Linked DNA regions of Sus scrofa: regions 1 and 2 are each linked to region 3. A link is a contact called in public Hi-C data. All regions are on one chromosome and are shown on one strand. Each heading gives the region's core, a stretch centred on a gene start, on an enhancer-like site or on the middle of the called end of the contact. The rest is flanking DNA. Distances are from core to core; before and after follow the strand shown.

Region 1 (2,700 bases), core at 176-2,675, 420 kb before region 3:
CCTTTACCCACTCCACCTCTCTTTCCAAAAAAGACCACATTGCAATAAATTTCTGGGATTTTTTTCTATTTTTTTAATACTTCAGTGTTTAGCATATATTTATTTAGCAGGGATATGCTGACAACTTGTTCTGTGTGATAGGATGAGTCCAGTCAGGATATCTGTGTGGACAAGGAGCAGTGAAGCTGGAGAACGCAGTGCAGCCCAGGGCAAACGCCATGGAAGATGTAGTCTGGCCACTCAAGATCAGAGCAGATAATGAGAAAGCAGAACCAGAAATGAGCTGGCTCTAAAAATATCTAGCACCCTTTAGTCTAGATCCTATCTAGCGCCCTTTAGATGAGGACGAAGACATGAGAGTCAGGAGCACTCCTAGATCTGAGGCTACCAGGGGTGTGGAGGAAAACAGAAATTAAAACTGGGGTTACCACTTAAATGAAGCAGTATTAAGCATCTACACGCTTTCAGCACTGGTTCTTTTTATTTATATTATTAAAGTAGAGTTGATTTATAGTGTTGCGCCAATTTATGCTATATAGCAAAGTGACCCAGTCATATATATATGGGGGGGTATAATATATATGCACTATATATACACATTCCCTTTCTCATATTATCTTCCGTCATGGTCTATCCCAAGAGACTGATATAGTTCCCTGTGCTGTACAGTAGGACCTCATTGCTTGTCCATTCTAAATGTATTAGTTTGCAGCTACTCACCCCGAACTCCCAGTCCATCCCACTCCCTCTGCCTTGGCAAATACAAGTCTGTTCTCTTTGTCTGTGAGTCTGTTTCTACTCTGTAGGCAGGTTCATTTGTACCATATTTTAGATTCCACATATGTGATATCATATGGTATTTATCTTTCTCTTTCTGACTTAACTTCGCTTAGTATGAGGATCTCTAGTTTCATTCATGTTGCTGCAAATGGCATTATTTCATTCTTTTCTTATGGCTGAGTAATAGCCCATTGTATATATATATATATATGTATATAACACAACTTCTTAATCTATTCATCCGTCAATGGAAATTTAGGTTGTTTCTGTATCTTGACTATTGTGAATAGTTGAGCACGAGTTCTTTATTCAAGGTAGACTCCTCCAGGCCTTCAAAAAAGCATACAAGATTAAATAGTTTTTAAACGCATATTTTACATTTAGAAAGCGTAATGAATCTAAAACAGATGAGAAGAGGGAAAGAGGGAAAAAAGACTGGCCTCCAGTTACGTTTTTTAGCTCAAGAAACATGTTGCAGAAGCAGACCACAGTGCCCTGAGCTCACTGAGGCAGAGATGGACCTGCCTTACCTGCTTTGTCACCAGTGACCAATCGGGTTCTTGGCCCACCTGTGCTCTCTGTGAGTGTTTGCTTTCATTACTGTTGCTGTGGATGATACACCGAGCATCTGCCGAAAGCAAAAGCTCATGAGCGTGTCTTGTTGTGGGACCAAAGTACAGAGTCACAAGCACCCTGACCTTTATCCCTGTCCTTACCTTTAAGCTGAATTTGTACATAAACATTCAAAGCAGTTCAGCATACAAAAGAACTCACTCATCCAAACAAGAACTAAAGCCAAGTTAGAGGCTTTTTCAAAAGGACATATTGCTGTATACTTATTATAGGTGGTGGCCAGTGGCATCCTGAATACCATATCCCACTAATGGTGAGTTCCTTAGAACTGCTTCATAAACATTGTCCAATTGGCTGAAAGTCAGAAGACCCATACCCTATGCCGTGTCATCTGAAGCAAGCCATTTCACTGATTTTTTTCATATTTTTAAACTGTTCAGTTTCAGCAAGAATAGTCCATTTCAACAGTAATATTCTGGTTCTAAGCTGATCATGAAGAAGAGAAAATTGGATTCAACAGGGCCAGCCAACGTTCCCGATTTTTATAAATTCCCACACAGTCTTTTACTCTCCCTAATCCACATACTTTTCAGTGTGTGAACAACTAAACTGCTTACAAGAGATTTACTGGTGACATAAACACAAGGAGGATTCCAGCAAATTATATGTAATCATCTTTCTGTGTGTTTTAGAGCAGCGTGAACTCTCACCATTTCAGTAGGCTCCAGAATAGGCTAACAACTTATTTTTTTTAAATAGCTTAAAGTGAAGCTATAAAAAAATAAGGATCCTTATTCTTTATCCAATCTTATATGCAATAGCATTTAAGTTTACTACAGATGACACAAGAAAATGACAAAATTAGCAAATGTGACCAATGAAACCACTGGTGACATGAAAAATAGGACACTGGAGGTGGAGTTCTATGATGCTCTTCTGTGACACTGAGGCTTATAGTAAATTGCATCCCTGAGTTGAAAAGGACTCCAATCTTTTTTTTTTTTTTTTTGCTTTTTAGGGCCACACCCATGGCATATGGAAGTTCCCAGGCTAGGGGTGAATCAAGCTGTAGCTGCCGGCCTGTGCTACAGCCACAGCAACGTGGGATCCAAGCCACATCTGCGAGCTACACCACAGTTCACAGCGATGCTGTATCCTTAACCCACTGAGCGAGGCCAGGGATCAAAACTGCATCCTCATGGATAATAGTTGGGTTCTTTACTGCTGAGCCACGGCGAGAACTCCCAACCTTGATCTTCATATGACCTGTTCATCATCATCACTCTCCCAACATGGAAATACTATCAAATTGCAAAGGTCTGTCAGTTCAAAGTGCATTACCATCCA
Region 2 (2,927 bases), core at 145-2,644, 290 kb before region 3:
AAGAGGAAAAGAAAAAAGTATCACACCTTATCTTCAAGAAATCTGCTGGAAATATGCATTGAAAATGATAAATACTATTTAATAAAGAATAGCATTGTTTAAATAAAACATCTGTTGAAAATTGTACCTAAGAATTAAGACCTTCTCAGTTTATGTGATCCAACTTTTGACACTAGGGAGCACTATATTTAAAACATTCTTAAAGTGGATATTTTATGATTATTTTTTCTTAAAAGCCATTAGAGAATTCCATATACACTTGTAACATGTAACGAATTTTAAGTTTGACATCCATGTGCATAAACTGAGGTACTTGTTTTGAAAGTTCAAGATGAAATACTGCTTTAATTATCTCAATATTTCAGGCAATCTTTTTTTCTGTCTTGAGTAGCCTAGAAATTTATTTCAAATTTTGATGTCTCTTTAATGTGTAAATGCATCATTCTTCTTAATACTGCATCTTAATCCCTACTGCAGTTTAAGCACATTCTCTCTCTGTCATCACTGGAAACAGAAAATCTATATACCTGTTCCACTGAAGATGGATGATGACTGTCACAAAAGCTCCCTCAGACTCTTTTCCTTTCTAGCTAAATGTGCCTTGTATATTTAGCCTTTTCTTATTGGATCAATTTATCTGAAATCCAATTTCGTCTGTTGCCTTCTTTCACTGTACTGTTTCCAAGTTCTCCAAAAATAATACAGTCAGACAGCCTGACCAATAGAAAATGACCAAACAGGACGAGAGTTTTGCCTTTGCCAATAGGGACTGCATACACTTAGAAAAATGACTTGATATTTCTCAATCTAAATTTCCTCATCTGTAAAACAGGAATGAAAACAGACTATAAAGAGCTGCTCTGGCAGTTAAGGACAAGGGTTGCCTGATCAATCACAATGATCAAGAACAGAGCAGACATCAAGAATTAACTAGACTCCCATGTCTGAATGCGATGCTGGGGATTCCGTTTGAATGGAGGTGCTGTACTGTGTAAAATCCAGAACAAATCTTCCCATAGAAAGTGTCATTCTGGCAGTCCTTTCAAAAGGCTACTGAGATAAGCTGTTGGCGTGTGGTGTGTGTGTGTGTGTGTGTGTGTGTGTTAAAGAAAGCAAACCTCAGATTTTCTCCTAGCACTGATTACAGATCCCTATTGAAACACTAAGATTTCTGTGAAATGTTTTCCTAAAGAGAAAGATGGACACCCATATCAATTTATTTCTCAACTTAGCCATACAATTTTAAGAAGATCTTCTAAATGATGACACTGACTACCACAATCACATAAAAAGGCCCCAAATTCCAATTTCCTTTCCTTTTTATTGCAGGGTAACAGAGAAGTGATCTCAGATCATGTCAAAGTCCAGTGCAATGCTAAGTACAATGGCAGAGAACTTTGGCCGTGAGCCCACTCAGACAGACATAGAGATCATAGGAGGTCAAAGGCATTTGTCCACATGAGGCTTTAAATTACATAAAACTGAGTTACTATCTCAAATTTCAATCCTGGATTTTCAATAGTAAACCAAATACATTTTATAGCATTACAAAACAAACTTCCTTTTTAGCTATGAGAGCAGAGATTCAAGTTTTTTAGATATGGTAGGCTTTTTTTGTTTTTAGAAATCATGATGTCATTATTAGTGTATTTGCAGTAAGAGAGAAACTTCAGAAAACATACAAAAAAAGAAAAGAGTGAAAATAAAGGGCAGAGGAAGAGGAAAAGTGACAGGCAGCATGCAGGTAAACATTCTTGGAATTCACATAAAGGATTACCAAAAAAACACATTTTTCACATTTGTCTAACTAACTTTGGAATTTTACTTGGGAATTTTAGAAAGCTCCTTACATCGTCATTGTCACTGTCCAGACTCCCCTTCTTCTTTTTCTTTTTCTTTTCATCCTCCTTCTTTTTCTTATCCTTTTCTGGAATGACATCATCGAGGAAGCTGAGGTCATGCTGGGAGAAGAGGTAGTCCATGCCTTTTCTGACAGCTACAAGTGCCAAGATCTGGAGGGTAAAGATAAAAAGCAGCAATAACCCATATCGGAGAAGTCATCATGAGTATTAATACTGACCTTTCAGAGTCAATAGAAACCTGTCATGAACAAGGGTAGAGTAAGTCAGACTCATTTGGCTTGTATGCACTTAGATTAAGTGGACTGTAAACATTTTCTTCATGGGGAAAGTTGGTTCATAGAAGTTTTAGTTGAAACTCATGTGAAACGATTATTTTTTAATTATTTTTTAAATCGTTTTCTTCCGTGTCAGGTTTTTTTTTATTTATTTATTTTTTTTATTATTATTTTTTTTTTAGGGTTACATGGATGGCATATGGAAGTTCTCAGGCTAGGGGTCAAGTTGGAGCTGTAGCTGTCATCAATACCATAGCTACAGCCACAAAGTATCTGGGTCACCCCTGCGACCTACATTGCAGCTTGCAGCAACGCCAGATCCTTAACCTACTGAGAGAGGCCAGGGATCAAACCTGCATCTTCATGGATACTAGTCGGGTTCTTAAACCACTGAGCCACAACGGGAACTCCCTCTTTCATATCAGATTTTTAACAAAATAACTAAAAGTTTCAAGGGGAAAAAAGAAACCAGTCTGCATATGATGTCTAGTTATTCACAAAACATTATACAGATTTTTGACAGTCAAGAAAATATGTATAATGCCTGTCACATTAAGACATCTTCAAAGTATTAAAAATGAGACAGTATTTGAGTATTCACAGACCCTTAAAGCTGCCAGAGTGACCTCAATCACCACTATTAACTGAATACTTACCCTGAGTCAGATGCTAAACTCTTAGACAATATTTTTCTATTTGTTCCCAACAACAAATCTGAAAGGTAGATGTTAGTATGTCTACTCACAGCTGAGGAAGCTGAAGCTAAGAGACAGGAGTGTGTTACTCAAGA
Region 3 (2,712 bases), core at 73-2,572:
AAACCCATGGAATTACCATCCAATTTCCTTAAAGCTCAAGAAATCTATCCACAACTATTTAACCTCACTGACAGAGCAGGGAGTGGCAGACAGCGCTGCCTCTGGAGGGCTTTCAGCTGAGGCCTCGAGGACAAAGAGGCAGGAGCTGGGAAATGTCTGCGTCTGGATGGCCTCGACCTGCTCTGGGAAACCCAAGTTGCTTTTCAAGCAGCATCCCTTAAACACCTCACCAAAATTCCATCAAACTGGCCAATGCGTGGATACACTGTTTCTTTTAAGAAGTCTTTTCCTTCAGCAATATTTGCCCAAGTATTTCCTCTGTACACACTGTTTCTGAGCAATCAGAGTCAACAGGAGAGCAGTGAGCAAAATGCAACTGAACACTGATACTCAAGGCTCAGAACCGGGGCTGGCTGGGACTAGGCCCCTCCCTTCCCATCGATAAGTTTTCATTCACTCCTTCTGGGCAATTATGTTTTGGACCATTTTAATTATTTACGAATACCTACCGAGGCCCTGCTTCCTTTTTTTAGAATATGATCTCCTCTAATACACATAAACATATCATCTTAATATCCTCTAGTGGAAAGTAGGGTTAAGTCATTACGATTTCAAATCTGTAAAATGTTGAGATCCTGACCTCCAAAGACAGAAGCCACCATTTCATCCTTCGGTCTCTCTTTCAAAATACAGAGCAGAAGAAGGAAAAAGTATAAGGCAGAGGTGTTTTAGGGGCTTCTTTTTCTTATCAACATAAGTGACAGAAAAACATTCATGATCTCTGCAAAACCAAAGAGGAGTAGTAGCAGGGATGGCCTCATTAGCAACTACATCATCATCTGACTAAGAGAGCCAAGTTTCTAACTCAAAATTTAAACAAGGATTTTTTTCGAGGATTTCATAAAGTAACTCTATACATGTTTCCTTTAGTCTACCTATACATTCATTTATTCACTCTTTTACCAAATATTTAGGGAATATCTACTTGGTCCCAAACCCTGTCCTACTTTTACACTTTTATTTCCCTAAAAATAATCTTCCTGCAAGTTCTGAGCCTTTTCAACAGTTCTCCCATAATGTCCCCCGGTAGACATGAGTTATTCTTCCCTCTGGACAGACGGGAGCACACTTCCTTTTGGACTTGGTTTTGAATGGAAGAGGAAAACCACCACAATATATCCTAATACCTTTCGGAGCACCCACCAAACTCCAGAAACAGAAACCGGGTTCAGCCAATATTGTCTTGCTGTACTGTAGCTTCCTGAGTTGCTGGTGAGGCCTGATGTTAAGAAAAGGCCCCTCCTGATGAAGTCAGAGTTGCCAAGGCCTCCTGGGAAGTTACCTAGCCCTGTGGAGCCAGGCCTTATCTCAAAGGATAAGGTGGAGTTTGCTCTTTTTCCCTATTACAAAATACGAGACCATTAAGTAATCTGTTTATATCATACAGATCCCCAAATCCTGGCTGACTTTTTAAAAGATGAAATAGCTATAGGAAAAAGCTACCTAGGACTCTCTCTTCCTGTCTCAACCTTGGGTCACCCAACAAAATTGGCTAATTTCCTCTAAGTGTGTCTGCAATGAATCCGTTATCTTGTCCCTCGTGGTCAGCATTTCTGGGTCACTCTGGTAACACTGATTTGTCATCTATGGACCAATTCTGTGGAAATGCCTGGGCTGGAGCTGGAGCCTTTTTTGGTACAGAAACAAGTATGACATCAGAAAAGCTAAAAGTTTTTAAGTCCATCCACAGTAACCACTCTATGCCAAAAATGTTAGCTTTACAAAACATCCTATAAGGTAACCAAAGACAGAACAGACACAACAGCCTCTTTTTATTTGAAAGATTAAAACTGACACCAGGTTTCCTTTCTCAAGAGTATCTCTTTAAACCATTAACACAAATGCACATGAGGCAAATTATGTGAAAATGAGCTTTAGGTCTTTAAATATATCCCACATAGATAAGTTCATTATTTCAACAGAAGAGGACTCCTCTTCTGACTCACTCTATTCTTAGTGAGTTTTGCAGCTCATGGCTTTCTACTGAGTTTTGAAAATGTGGATGAAGTGTCATGCCACCCACTGAAAGTAAAGTTGAACCAGGTGAACTGAGGGTGTGGCTGGAAATCTTGATGTCTTTCCCCTCCTCAGAACTATAGCTTCGGAAAGAACTGGGAGCGAGCATCAGGCTCTTCCTGCCTTCAGGTGGAGCTGAATCCAATCACCCCAAATGGAGTGACCTTAAGAAGAATTTTAAAAGCATAAACATTTCAGAGTAACCAGAGTTACCAGAGGTCACCCTAATAATCATTGAATGGGAGTGTATCTCATTTGCGCAAATTACTTTTAAAAACAAAGTTTTATCTGAAGTTTACTTTTGCCAAGGGTGCTGCAATATACTTCAGCTATGTACTAGAGGCAAGAGAAATAATGACTTGGATAAAAGGAAACATGTTTGGTAATAGAAATGTTAGGTAGTCTAGCTCCTTGCTCTTTGAATTTCTGATCCTTAAAACTGGTGCGCTTACATCTGCCATAAATGTACCAGAAACTCCGCTGTTTCAGAACAAAAATAACAGCCTGCTTTCCTTCAAATACACTCTGCTCTGTGCAACTAAAAATATGAGACAGACTCGTGTCCTTGAGGAAAACATTCCACTCAAAATCCTGATTAGAGGTCCTGACTGTCAAGTCATCTGTGTCTTCATTCTC

The links. Hi-C and Micro-C count contacts between places; a contact is called where the count stands out from the background.
Region 1: a contact with region 3 is called in a Hi-C map of liver, with 3 times the contacts expected there. The contact joins two enhancer-like sites. A contact is called at or near these places in 4 of 47 Hi-C or Micro-C datasets (embryonic fibroblasts and liver) and 1 of 2 datasets of contacts at active chromatin or transcription factors (skeletal muscle).
Region 2: a Hi-C map of liver shows a contact between it and region 3, with 6 times the contacts expected there. The contact joins two enhancer-like sites. A contact is called at or near these places in 1 of 47 Hi-C or Micro-C datasets (liver) and 1 of 2 datasets of contacts at active chromatin or transcription factors (skeletal muscle).

The regions. Positions count from the first base shown.
Region 1 is chr8:68,299,131-68,301,830 of Sscrofa11.1, reverse strand. No RefSeq gene overlaps it. Among named protein-coding and RNA genes, the nearest start is that of GC, 60 kb to the left of the region's middle. Within about 2 kb of position 1,425, at least 3 of the 83 cell types and tissues checked have an H3K27ac peak or open chromatin away from gene starts, as enhancers often do. A contact at or near this core is called in liver, where this site is marked.
Region 2 is chr8:68,165,013-68,167,939 of Sscrofa11.1, reverse strand. It overlaps SLC4A4 (solute carrier family 4, sodium bicarbonate cotransporter, member 4), which reads right to left. Exons shown (of 23, transcript NM_001030533.1): 20 at 1,851-2,012. Among named protein-coding and RNA genes, the nearest start is that of GC, 190 kb to the left of the region's middle. Within about 2 kb of position 1,394, at least 3 of the 83 cell types and tissues checked have an H3K27ac peak or open chromatin away from gene starts, as enhancers often do. A contact at or near this core is called in liver, where this site is marked.
Region 3 is chr8:67,879,566-67,882,277 of Sscrofa11.1, reverse strand. It overlaps a transcript of SLC4A4 not described here. Among named protein-coding and RNA genes, the nearest start is that of SLC4A4, 87 kb to the left of the region's middle. Within about 2 kb of position 1,322, at least 4 of the 83 cell types and tissues checked have an H3K27ac peak or open chromatin away from gene starts, as enhancers often do. A contact at or near this core is called in liver, where this site is marked.